Regions from separate parts of the Mus musculus genome. Here all the other regions are linked to region 2. A link is a contact called in public Hi-C, HiChIP or PLAC-seq and promoter capture Hi-C data. All regions are on one chromosome and are shown on one strand. The core of a region is the stretch at or near the end of the contact, and the rest is flanking DNA. Distances in the headings are between cores, read along the strand shown. Region 1 holds the start of Actn4 (actinin alpha 4). Region 2 holds the start of Rps16 (ribosomal protein S16). Region 3 holds the start of Lgals7 (lectin, galactose binding, soluble 7). Region 4 holds the start of Psmd8 (proteasome (prosome, macropain) 26S subunit, non-ATPase, 8).

What was found. Promoter capture Hi-C pulls out the DNA fragments that hold promoters and counts their contacts. A called contact is a pair of places that touch in the nucleus more often than the background predicts. HiChIP or PLAC-seq counts read pairs in DNA pulled down with a chosen protein or histone mark.
Region 1: a promoter capture Hi-C map of neural stem cells shows a contact between it and region 2. The contact joins the promoter of Actn4 here to the promoter of Rps16 in region 2. A contact is called at or near these places in 1 of 39 promoter capture datasets (neural stem cells), 1 of 484 Hi-C or Micro-C datasets (myocytes) and 2 of 115 datasets of contacts at active chromatin or transcription factors (bone marrow-derived macrophages and large pre-B cells).
Region 3: a contact with region 2 is called in an H3K27ac HiChIP or PLAC-seq map of microglia, with 4 times the contacts expected there. The contact joins the promoter of Lgals7 here to the promoter of Rps16 in region 2. A contact is called at or near these places in 1 of 115 datasets of contacts at active chromatin or transcription factors (microglia) and 1 of 9 other capture datasets (liver).
Region 4: a contact with region 2 is called in a Hi-C map of erythroblasts, with 6 times the contacts expected there. The contact joins the promoter of Psmd8 here to the promoter of Rps16 in region 2. A contact is called at or near these places in 5 of 39 promoter capture datasets (the C10 cell line, hematopoietic stem and progenitor cells, liver and 2 more) and 2 of 484 Hi-C or Micro-C datasets (CD4 T cells and erythroblasts).

What each region holds. Positions count from the first base shown.
Region 1 is chr7:28,960,997-28,963,990 of GRCm38.p6, reverse strand. Actn4 (actinin alpha 4) reads left to right here and starts at 1,659. Exons shown (of 21, transcript NM_021895.3): 1 at 1,659-1,972. The coding sequence starts at 1,808.
Region 2 is chr7:28,349,337-28,352,222 of GRCm38.p6, reverse strand. Rps16 (ribosomal protein S16) reads right to left here and starts at 1,534. Exons shown (of 5, transcript NM_013647.2): 1 at 1,372-1,534; 2 at 1,130-1,231; 3 at 1-46. The coding sequence starts at 1,419. It overlaps AF357399 (snoRNA AF357399), which reads right to left and starts at 683; the gene lies at 590-683.
Region 3 is chr7:28,862,776-28,865,806 of GRCm38.p6, reverse strand. It overlaps Lgals7 (lectin, galactose binding, soluble 7), which reads right to left and starts at 1,421. Exons shown (of 4, transcript NM_008496.4): 1 at 1,321-1,421; 2 at 888-976; 3 at 72-273. The coding sequence starts at 1,326.
Region 4 is chr7:29,179,341-29,182,267 of GRCm38.p6, reverse strand. It overlaps Psmd8 (proteasome (prosome, macropain) 26S subunit, non-ATPase, 8), which reads left to right and starts at 1,595. Exons shown (of 7, transcript NM_026545.3): 1 at 1,595-1,991. The coding sequence starts at 1,623. It overlaps Catsperg1 (cation channel sperm associated auxiliary subunit gamma 1), which reads left to right. Exons shown (of 28, transcript NM_001368407.1): 26 at 1-31; 27 at 136-235; 28 at 342-736. The coding sequence ends at 596.

The DNA of each region.
Region 1 (2,994 bases), core at 410-2,909, 610 kb before region 2:
TGCTGGGATTCAAGGTGTGCACCACCATGCCCAGCTCAGGCCCTGTTTCAAACAAAACCAAACCAACAGCTCCAAATGCTTCAGTTGTTAAGGAGTTTGCAACCGAGCCGGTCAACCTGAGTCTGACCCCTAGGACCCCAGGTGGTAGAAGCACAGATGAGCTCTGACCAGCACACATGACATGGGCACCCCTGACCCACACAATAAATACATGTAAATTTCAAAGAAATCAAACCCAAAGGCTGGAGGCAGAAGAGTGGGGGTGGCAGGAAGAAGGCTTGGAATGGTGGCTGCTGGCTGCCTCTTTGTAAGAAGCCCTATAAGGGAGGATTAAGGTTTCCTGAGCAGCTGGAAGCAGGAAGTCACCTTTCAAGATGGAGATGGCCCCTCTGGTTATCAGATGGCCTTCAATGAGGCACTATTATTATTCCGTGTGTGTTTCTTTTCTCCTCTACCTACCCCCACTTCCCCCTCTGAGACTGGGTTTTTCTGGCTATCCTAGAACTCACTCTGTCTATCAGGCTGGCCTCAAACTCAGTGCTCTGCCTGCTTTTGCCTCCTGAGTGCTGGGATTAATACACCACCATGCCTGGTTTCCATAATTCTTATTGTTGCCCATCTCTCCTACAAAGTTAGTCGTTTGATAACTGACCTGGCTTACCATGCTGTCCGTAGTTGGAAAGTGGCTGCATGTAGTAGGTGCATAGTATTTGCTGCGAGAATGAAGATAGACAAGTCCAAAAGGACCCCTTGCCTTCCCTGCTAACTAGCTATCCCAGTCCAATCTAACTCGACGTATCTTTGAAAGAGTTTCTTTAAATATCTACCTTTTCCCTTTTCCCAGAAGACTTTACAAATCCAGCCCATTCTAGAGTTTCTTTTCTTTTCTTTTTTTAAGACAGGGTCCTCATGTAGCCCACACTAGATTCAAACTCGCTGTGTACTAAGTAAGTCTGGCCTTGAACCCTCCTGTCCACACCTCCAGTTGGGATCTAAGGTATGTGTCACCATGCCCAGTTATTTGTTTGCTTGTTTGTTTCGAGACAGGGTTTCTCTGTGGAGCCCTGGCTGTCTTGGAACTCACTCTGTAGACCAGGCTGGCCTCGAACTCAGAAATCCACCTGCTTCTGCCTCTAAGTGCTGGGATGAAAGGCGTGCGCCAACACTGTCCGGCCCACCATGCCCAGTTTTAAGCTCGATTATTTATTTAATTTAAGACTGGTCTTCCTGTGTAACCCAAGCTCCAACATGTTATCTGTCGTTCAGTCTCTGCGGCCTGAGAACAGAGATCCCACGTTCCATCGTGCAAGGTTTATAGTATATAGTTTCGAAAGGGTGGGGACTTTTCCTGACTTCTTTAATGCCAAGGCAGAAAACACGGTCTCACACATAGCAGGCAGCCAAATAAATCTTGATTATGTCTGAATGGCTGAATGGGAACACATTCCACCCCGAAACAGGTTAAAGCCGGATGAGGAGCCCCGCCTTATGAATCATTCATGACTTGGGCCCCGCCCACACGGGGTGACGCGCGCGTTCCCGCTAGAAGCGCCTGGGCTCCCACGCTGGGCGGGCAGCCGGAGGTGCGTTCTGCGCCGGCGCCGAGAGCCCGGGGCCTCCTCAGGTGCGCGCGCGCGGGAGGGCGGCGGCGGCAGCGCAGTGCGCAGGCGCGGCAAGTGAACTGCGCAGGCGTCAGTCTTGGGCGGGCTGAAAGCAGCTGAAGCGGCGGCCGAGTCGGAGCCTCCGGCACAGGGGCGGGAGCTGAGGCGGTAGCGGACCGGCTGGCGGGCTAGCGAAAGGCGGCGGAATGGTGGACTACCACGCAGCGAACCAGGCGTACCAGTACGGCCCGAACAGCGGCGGCGGCAATGGCGCGGGTGGCGGCGGAAGCATGGGCGACTACATGGCCCAGGAGGATGACTGGGACCGGGACCTGCTGTTGGACCCGGCCTGGGAGAAGCAGCAGCGCAAGGTGCGCGGCCCGTGACCCGGGCTGGGTGGCGTCCTGCGCGTGGCGGGGAGGCCTGGAGGAGGGTCCTGGGAGACAATTGGCGGGTTCGGGAACGGGTTTGCAGTCCCGGAGAGGGATTACAGAGCTTAAGGAAGCAATTGGGAATCTGGAGGGGGAGGGGGGAAGTGGCGGCCAGGTAGGAGACACGGGGAACTGGGACAAACGAGATGATGATTCGGGAGGTTGCAATGGAACTAGGTTTTAAGGCGAGATTGTTGGATCAGAGGAAGCATTGATGGGGCCCAGGCAAGCAATGGGGTCCAGGAAGGGAATTGGTGAGCCTGGATAGTATTTGGTTTGGGAATCCTAGTATGGAGGAGATAGTCTGGAGTGCAGAGAGTCTGAAGAAGAGATTGGAATTGCAGGAAGCCTTAGTGTGTGTGTGTGTGTGTGTGTGTGTGTGTTGGGGGGTGGTTCTAGAAGAGATGAAGAATCAGGAAAGGTAAAAAGGGGGCACTAAGGAGAGGATTGTGGAATCCTGAGACAGGGAGGGGGGCCTGCATGGGCTAGGGTGTGTGGTGAGTAGGTGTTAAGATGGTCTGATGGGACTAGGGGTCTGAGAAGGTAGGTGTTCAGGACAGAAGTTAGGGGCCTAGGAACAAAAAAGATGTTTGTGTGAGGAGGGTGAGATTTATTGAGGGCGCCTTGCTGTAAAAAGAAAAGGATAGGGGCGTAATTAGAATTGATGGGGAGACCCAAAAGAGTGTGGGTGCTTTGAAGAAGGGAGAGGTAGTGAAACAGTTAAGGTTCCAGGTTCACGGGGAAATAGTTCAACAGTGAGAATAGTGGAAGACAGTAGGAGCAGGGATGGAGGATAATGGGAGGGGGTTAGTTTGGGAAAATGGAAGTCTGATTAGGAATGCCTGATTAAAAGACTTGGGGGTTCATTGAGTGAGGAAGAAATGAGTGTTCTGGGAGAGTAGTGTCTTTTGATGGGGAGGGTAGGTGAAGGGGTATTAAAATAGTATTTCCTGATGGTATTT
Region 2 (2,886 bases), core at 285-2,784:
CACCAGCAAATCGCTCCTTGCCCAGAAGCAAAACAGGCTCCAGTAACTAGAGAAATGGGAAAATATGGGGTTAGGGAGTTAAGTCATACCCTGACTTAACCACTCTCCATGGACATTCATCATCTCCCTTTGTGTGGTTCCCACCATCACCAGAATCAAGGAGGCAGCCTATCCTAGGATCCCTGTGCCCCTCAGAGTCCCATGTATATGTGCCCATAGAGACCAGAAGAGGGCCTGAGACACCGAGGAGCTGGAATCATGGAGTGACAGGCAACTATGAACTTCCCCAAACAGGAAGCAAGGTCAGACAGGTCCACTGTTCTCACAGTGGTCATTCCATCTTCTCTTTGGATCAAATTTGTCCAATACCTAGGACCAGTCTATCCAGAAGCTCCCCGAGTGGCAGGCCTAGAGCCACCTCCATCACTGGTGTTGGCCCAATTCACAACACAGGGTACACACACCAATCGTTCAAATAAACTGACAGACTGTCCTTTTTAGTCACCTGACAGACTTGGATTAGACTAAGCACGGGGGTCTAGTGGCATTAACATCAACACTACCATTAGAATGCATTGTCTGCAAGGTATGATATTCCTTCTTACATGTACCAAAACTCATACAACAATGAGTTCTGGGTTGCAAAAGAGGATTTGTTCTTGCACTTGTTTTCCAGTTTTTGCCCACTAGTTCAACAAAAACCCATACAAGTGCTACCAATGTTAGACTTCAGAGGACTCCTATTGTATTTTTCAAGGTTCCACGTTGTAGCCCCATGCTGACCTAAACGGCGGCGCTTTGGATTCGTAACTCGTAGTATGCTATCCTCCAAGGAGCTAGGAGTATACACATGAGCTGTAAACTCATACTTCTAGACCAGAAATCGTCAATTAGGTCGGATACACTGTGCTATTCTCCTGGCCACGGGCCCCTCGCATCTGGAGAGCTTCGAGGTTATAGAATAGGCCACGTTTTCATGTATTTTACCAGCTCCGACTTCATCTTTCCCGAGCCCAGGTTAAGGTCTACCGCGAGGTAAGCCATCCTCCTTCCCCCACCTCAACTCCCTATCATCCCGGGGCCTTCCCTTCCGTCTCGCCACCCGGACGCCCATGCCCGACCCCAACACCTTGTACTGCAGCGTGCGCGGCTCGATCATCTCCAGGGGACGTCCGTTCACCTTGATGAGCCCATTTCCCCGTTTGCAGTGGGCCACAGCCGTGGCTGTTTTCTGTGAAGGGCGAGGGAGACGGCGGGGCCGTGTGAGCGCGGGACCCTGGCTCAGCGGGCCCCAGCTCATCATGTCACCCAGCCAGGGCCTTCTCACCCCCCTCCCCACCCCCACCTCTTTCTATGCCGCCCCTGGCACACCTTGCGTCCGAAGACCTGCACGGACTGCAGCGGACCCTTGGACGGCATAGCTCCGAGCACAAGCACGAGCTCCACACCGCGCAGCGCCGCGACCGGAAAAGGGAAGCGCGGGGCCAACCCAGCCGATTTTTCAGGGTCTGCGCAGGCGCATTGAGTGCTACGTCACGACAGAAGCGGGCTTTACGGCTGACGTCGAAGCCTGAGAGGGGACGTGTGAATTGCGGCGGGAACGCCTTCAGGCAAGGGAGGGGGCGGTGTCGGAGGGGAAGGGGCGGAGCTGTGCGGGACCCGGAGGGTGGGGACTCCGTCCAGAACTCGGAAGATGGGGCTGGCCTCCTTTTTCCATTGCTTTTCCGCAGCCTTGGTCTTGACTTTCGGCCAGTTCTTATAGACATTCCTGCTCTTCGATGCTCTCCTTCGGCGCTTCTCCAGGCCGATTCTCACCCTCTTCCTCCCACCCTTTCCCAGGATCCCCATCCCATCGGAGTCTTCCCGCATCCACTATGCTAAGTCAAGCTGGCTTTTCAGAATCTTGCCTCCAGAACCCTCTTTCCTAGCCCTTACGATCCCCCGTCGCGAATCAGCCTTTCACCAGAATTGCCTTCCTCTTCTTCCCAGGAAACCTGACCCCTTAAAAGCCCTTTCCAGCGCTCTCCTAAATAAACTTCTCTTGCCTTCTGGTTGTGCCTTATATACGTTTTTTTTCCTCACAGACTCGGGCCTTCGCCTGCTTTCGCTGCCAAAATTAACTACCTCTTTGGTGGCTCCTCTCCCCAGCAACTGCTCCAGGGACATTGTTCTCCCAGCTTGACCCTCCCCTAGAGAACTACCCTCAGGACCTGTCTTCAGGGCAGTTATCTTAGATCATTATCCAGAATCCTCCAAGTAGCCTTGTTTTAAGATTTAATACTTTTTTCGAGGGCAGGTTCCCGAGGGAGGCCTCCAATCTCCTTGGAAATGTAGTTACAGGGTGTCTGAGCCACACCCAACTTGTGTACCTGTAACCAAACTCAGGTCCTCTCTAGGAAAAGCAGTTAGTGCTTTTAACCACCATCTTTCCAACTTCCAAGTGACCGTAATGCTCCTCTAAACCCTCCGCTCTATGTGTTTACTCCACAGAATTCTCCAGCCTACCAACCTGAGGAAAACCAGCTTTTAACTTTTCCATAGTACCCACCCCAGAATTGTTCTAAGTCACTGGGCAACAGCTTCTCAGGATTGCCTCAGTTTCTCTTGCAGCACAGGGTGTGGAGGACATTAAGGGATGTGGAGACATTTGGAAGGCAGAGTTGTCAACAAAAAGACTAGGTATGGTCATGTGCACCTGTAACACTAACACTTGGAAGGAGGAGGAAGGGTCAGGAGGAATCCCGACGCCATCCTCTCCTCATTATGAATATCTGGCCAGCCTGGGCTACATGTGACCCTGCTTCAGAAAGAAAAGAAACTAGCTAGCGAAATGCCCAAGCCTGAGGGCCCGAGTTTGGTTCCTGGGACTCACAGAGTAGAAGGAGA
Region 3 (3,031 bases), core at 172-2,671, 510 kb before region 2:
ATCCTCGACAGCTCAGTCCCCAGCATTTGGCTCTAGACCTGGGTCTGGAGTGTTCTCCTTCAAAGACCCACCTTGAAGCCTTCCTCTGTGGCGATGAGGAGCACTTCAAAGGGCTGCCCACGCTCGAAGGGGATGCCGGTGCCTCGCTCCTCACGGCCCCATTTGCCTTGTTCTTTGGTGTTGAAGACAACCTCGGAAGTGTCCAGCCTCGGGTTAAAGTGCAAGGCGGCATCTGCTCCTTGCTCCTCACCGCATAGCAGGTTTACATGGAACCTTCGGGGACAGTAAGCCTCAAAGATCAGCAACCACCATGTGCAAGTTATGTGGTTCCACCGGCACACCCACACCCATAGGGAGTCCCTGTGTTTGTAGCCAGGATCCCCCTCATTTCCAGAGCCTGGAGCTGTCCTAGGTTGTGGGATGGCCTGCTGTGCCTGAGTGGGGTTCAGGGAATCGCACTCCAGATAAGCAGAGTTAATAGCAAGGGACCCCACTATTCCAGGTTATCAATATTCCCACAAAGCCCAAGGTCTCAATTTTAGTAGGTCATGGACTTGATGACCGGGTACCCTGGGCATCCAGGGTAGCTTCAAGATCCAAGAGAGATTTTCATTGTCCTGGAAAACTGGACATGGAGATCGTAGGACTAACCAGGGATTCTTATTATTGTTCTAGAAGCCTACATTTTTAGGGAGACTTGGGCACACCCACCCACAAGTCTTGGGGAACATCAGTGAAAATATCCAAATTAAGCTAGCAATAGGGACTCCAAGACTCCACATGGCAAACAAGGTTCCAGGGACACCATATGTGGGCTCTAAGAACCAGGGTTCAACTGAGCCAGGAGATGCCCCACCCACCCTTTCCCCTGGAACCTGGGATATCACCTGCCAGCCTGGTCAGGGACCATGCCTCGAATTCTCATGACAGTGCCCACGCGGACGCCCTGAGGCAGGGAGGTCTTGTGCTGGGTAGCCTGTAAGAATTGGGTGGGGCAAGAATGAGAACCAGGGAGACAAAGAAACAGACTGGTCAGCCCCAGCTAGGAACTCCAGGGACCAGGCAGAAACCAAGAGGGATGCAGATTAACGGAGAGGCAGAGACAGGCACACAGACCTGACAGAGACAATGCAGTTAGAAGAAAGCAAAGCCAGCTGGGAGACAACCTATCAGGACGTGCTGGTGAAACCCAAGAGATAGCAGCCAGCTCTCCTGATACCCGTTTTTTGCTTTGAAGGGGAGGTTTAAGCTAGTCCCAGCTTCCAGACTTGGCCTTGTCCCAAAGCCCCGTTTCCCCAGCTTGGGCCCCAGTATACTTACAGACATGGCGGGCACAGCAATACAGCAACAATGTGGCCAGTCGCTGTGGGAGGGGACCTTAAGTAAAGGCAAGGTAGTGGTTCAGCTCCTCCCTTTCCATCCAACGCCCACAGCTGGCACAGACCCCTGCCCTAAGGCAAAGCTGTCAAGGCCGGGCGAGTCTCCTCCTGCCCTGCCCCCACACACCAGCTCCCTCTCCCCTTTTCCTAGGCTTAGAGATAGGGACAACCTTTAATACCAAGACTGGGGAGGTTTGCCCTGTGCTCTTCTCACCTCCCCTTTCATACCCCTACCGCCCTGTCAGACACTGGACTCCCCTGGAGATCTAGTGGATCCAGAAAGGCTGCGCAAGCATCAGCCTCCACCCTTTCTGAAAGGAGCCTCTTCCCTGGAGCGCAGGCTGCTCTGCTTTGTCCTGGCCACCTCTGCTTCTGCCGTCAAAGACAGGCATAATAACTCAATGGGGTCCCCAGGAAACCCGCTATTCCTTTTTATCCTATGCTGTGCCCCCACCCTACCCCCCAGGTTACCAAGAGTGTGTTGGCACGTTTGAAGTGGTCAGTAATGGAGTGGCCAGTAACGGAGGGTCAAATAATGAAGTTTCACTAACAGTGGCCAGGCTGCTGAGACCTCTGGGTGTCCAGATGTGTGTCTGAACCTTACCAGGATATGTGGAGTATATCGAGCCACTGTACTGACGTACAGGAAACAGTGCTCATGGGAACAATTTGCCCAAAGATCAAGATCAGCGCTCTGCTCTCTCGCTCTCTCTCTCTCTCTCTCTCTCTCTCCCTCTCTCTTCTCAGTGGTTCCTACTTTTCTTCTTCAGGTCTCTATCAGCTCCTCCTTGGAACTGAGCCCACCTTCCCATCCAATGAGAGTGTGATGGAATATGGGTTGGTGGGTGTCCCGGGCTGCCAGTCACCACCCAGATCAAATGAAACACATTGGGGAAACTTCCAATAGCCTGAGTTTTAGTCTCCCTAGACCAGCACTCTAGAGAAATAGAGAAAGTGTGTGTGTGTGTGTGTGTGTGTGTGTATGTGTGTGTGGGTGTGTGTAGGGGTGACTCATAAAGAATGAAAGAGAAATTTCTGGAAGGCAGGCAAAGGGAGGGTGGGAGCGCTGAGCAGTTACCACTCCTAACAGCCCAGCAGCCTTCCTGAAAGATCTTTCCCATCCCTATCCCCACCACCCTACTCCTGCCCCACCCAGCAGGTGGCAGAGCCGGAGGCCAGATGCATGCTGGGAGTGGAAAGTTGCCTTGGAGATTAGGAACTTGCTACCTCTCCTGCTTCTCTGTCCCAGTTTCCCATATTCAGACCCCCCCCCCACGCCCGCAACACACACAACCCTAGAATACACATCAAGGAATCCCGTGAGGTGGCCCAGAGAGGGCACAGAAGATGCCAGAGAAACGTGGGCGCTGCGATGCTGGGGGAGGAGCCCTGGAGAAGACAGGCTGGAGATGGACCTGATTGCTCCACCTGGAAACCAGCGCGTGGGAGGTGAAGGCGAGAGAGTCAGCACGAGGTCATTTGAAGCCAACGCGGGCTGGAAAACACGGTCTCAAACAACAGCAACTGGCTTCCTTCCTTCCTTCCTTCCTTCCTTCCTTCCTTCCTTCCTTCCTTCCTTCCTTCCTTCCTTCCTTCCTTCCTTCCTTCCTTCCAGTGGTGAGGCATGCTTTTAATCCCAGCACTAGGAAGGC
Region 4 (2,927 bases), core at 346-2,845, 830 kb before region 2:
AGTTCTTCTTCAAGTTGTTAGTGAGCAATAGGTAAGCCAGGCATAAAGCCTAGGTGTATGTTGAGGGTGGGGATGCAGTGTGCTGAGATTGTCCCTTGACATTTAACTCAATCCTGGACTCCATTCCCTCACCAGAGGTGTAGACAATAGCACATACTGTGACTACAAGCTCACCTTTATAGTGCACATCCATGGGCTACCGCTCAGCAGCAAGCGGTCCTCCTTCATTGTTATGGTGAGTGGCAGCCAAAGGCTTCCTTACTGGGTGGGCAGGGGGTTCACCTACTACTATACCCCAACCCCAACCCCGACCCCTTGTGACTGTTGTACTGGGCTTGCAGGTGTCTACCAGCTTCTTTATAGCCCTGGTTGTCTTCTACATCCTGTTCTGCCTCGTGTGGCCTCACATAGTGAAGGCCTGGGTCTCATTTCGCTGGAAGATTCACAACATGATGGCACCAGAGACCTATTCATCTTCCTCCTCTTCTGGGGGCTTCACCCTCCATTCTCACAGCTCAGAGGGAAGTTTTGAGGGTCCCTCCAGACCAGGTACCAAAGAGGACAATGTTCAAGCTAAGAGAGCAAAGGTGGCCTGAGTCCCTGGTCTGTACTCTTCCTCATGAACCCTTAGGCCTCTCCTCATGGGAATGCAGCCTGCCACCTCCCCAGGACTTTCTGGTTGGCTAGAATGCTCATGTCTCATTCAGACCCTAATAAAGCCTCCTTGCAGAATCAGTCCCGAGTCCTCAGAAAGGCTCACGTCCGCTTGGTTTGTACCAGCACAGCTGTAGTTAACTGTCAGAATGATGTCAGAATCTTTTATTTTCAAGATGGCACAGCAGATAAAGGAGCTCTCAAGCCTGACAACCTGGGTTTGATCCCCAGGCCTCATGAGATCTAAAGAGAGAGCCGACTCTGTGAAGCTGTCCTCTGACCTCAACATGGGCACATGCACGCACACACACACACACACACACACACACACACACGCATGCCTGTAGGCCAGGCTGGCCTGGAACTCAGAGATCCGCCTGCCTCTGCATCCCAAGTGCTGGGATTAAAAGCGTGAACCACAAAGCTCGGTCTGTAATTCTATTTTAATTTCAAAAATAAGAAAAAAATGGAATAAGAGAAAATAAGAGAAATGGCTCAGTGGTTAAGAGCACTGACTGCTCTTCCAGAAGCCCTGACTAAAATTCCCAGCAACCACATGGTGGCTCACAACCATCCATAAAGGGATCAAATACCCTCTTCTGGGGTGTCTGAAGACAGCCACAGTGTACTTATATACATAAAATGAATAAATAAATCTTTTTAAAGAGTCTGAAAAAAACGTGGAAGAATGATGCTCTGATAAACACGAACGCCTAATCTTAAATCTCACCTGCTAGTCCTCTCTCAGCCTGCCTATGTAGTGACACCTGACAAGTTTTCCAAATGGCTCCACATCGCCACCCCTTGACGTAGAGGCGGTACCCTTAAGATGGACATTCCACAGGCCGAAGCCAGCGAGGGTGGCCATGGTGACTACAGGTGGGCGGGACATTGTGGGCATTGTTTTCAGTTGGAGCGAACGGACTTCCGTTCGCCATTTTGAATGACAGCAGAGGCGGAGCTGCGGCATGTTCATTAAGGGTCGGGCTGCGAAGACACCCCGAGGAGAGCCGCGGCGCTCCTCCCGCGGGGGGCGGAAACTGGCAGTGGTAGCTCCGCCTCCAGTTTTGGGCTCCACCTCCCGGCCTCATTTCCGCCGGGAGTCCATTGCCCGGCGTCGCTGCCGTAAGTCGGGTCGGCGGCTTGCCGCATCACGGAAGATGGCGGCCACAGCGGCTACGGTGAACGGGTCGACCACCGTCTCGAGCTCCGGACCCGCGGCCACCTCGGTCGGGATCCTGCAGGCAGCGGCCGGCATGTACGAGCAACTCAAGGACGAGTGGAACCGGAAGAACCCGAACCTTAGTAAATGTGGAGAAGAACTGGGCCGCCTGAAGGTAAGAGGTCGCCGGGTCCTAGATGCCTAATGCCTGGGGGAAGGTGACAGACGGGAGATCGAGGCTGGTAGAGCGGGCCCTGAGGTGTCGTTAAGGGAGTGATGATGGAAAGATTGGTTCTGGCAGAATCGAATGAGATGGTTCGAGCTTTGTTACTTGGAGGGAGGCAGGAAGGAGTGGGATCAGTGACAAACGGGGAGATAGTGAAAAGAATAAGTCTGAGGTGACGGGACGTTGAGGGAATGTGTGGCAAATAAAGCCCAGGTAAGCTGTGAGGGAGCAGAGGTTAGGAAACACCTGTGTGAAGAGGGGCAACAGGAACAGTTTGAAGCCAAAAACGAACCTAGAAGAGCACACGTTTCGGTTGTAAACACACTCAGGCGGATAGAAGGCCAGTCTGGTCTTCAATAGCGAGTTTGAGGAGGCTGGGCTACATAGACTTCGTCTCAAAATATATATATAATAATAATAAGTAAACAACAACAAAATATGTGTTAGGTTCCCAAGTTTACTAAGGAATGGTGTCTGGGATGGACTGGGGGGGGAGGGAAAAGGAATGCCCCACATTCCTTGTTACCCCTTCTCGGGCACACTGTGGTGGAGGTCTTCCCAGACCTGCATATAATGGCTGAACACGATGTCCCACACTTGTAATCCTAGCACTCGAGAGGCTCACACCAGGCTCTCCAGTTCTAGACTAGATTGGCCTGCCTGGGGAGATGCTGTCTTAAACAAGAGAGAAACCTAAAACAAGCTAAATATAGCAACAGGAAGAATTGAGGTCATGGGCGTCTCCCTACCCCATGATCCCCCTGGGTCAGGCACCAAGTGCCTCGTGTTTCTCAGTGGAGTTACTAATATTTGTAAGATGAGGTAATCCAATTGGTACGCTCCGTGTTCTTGGGCCCTTTGGTGTTTGCTTTACAAGGTCTGACT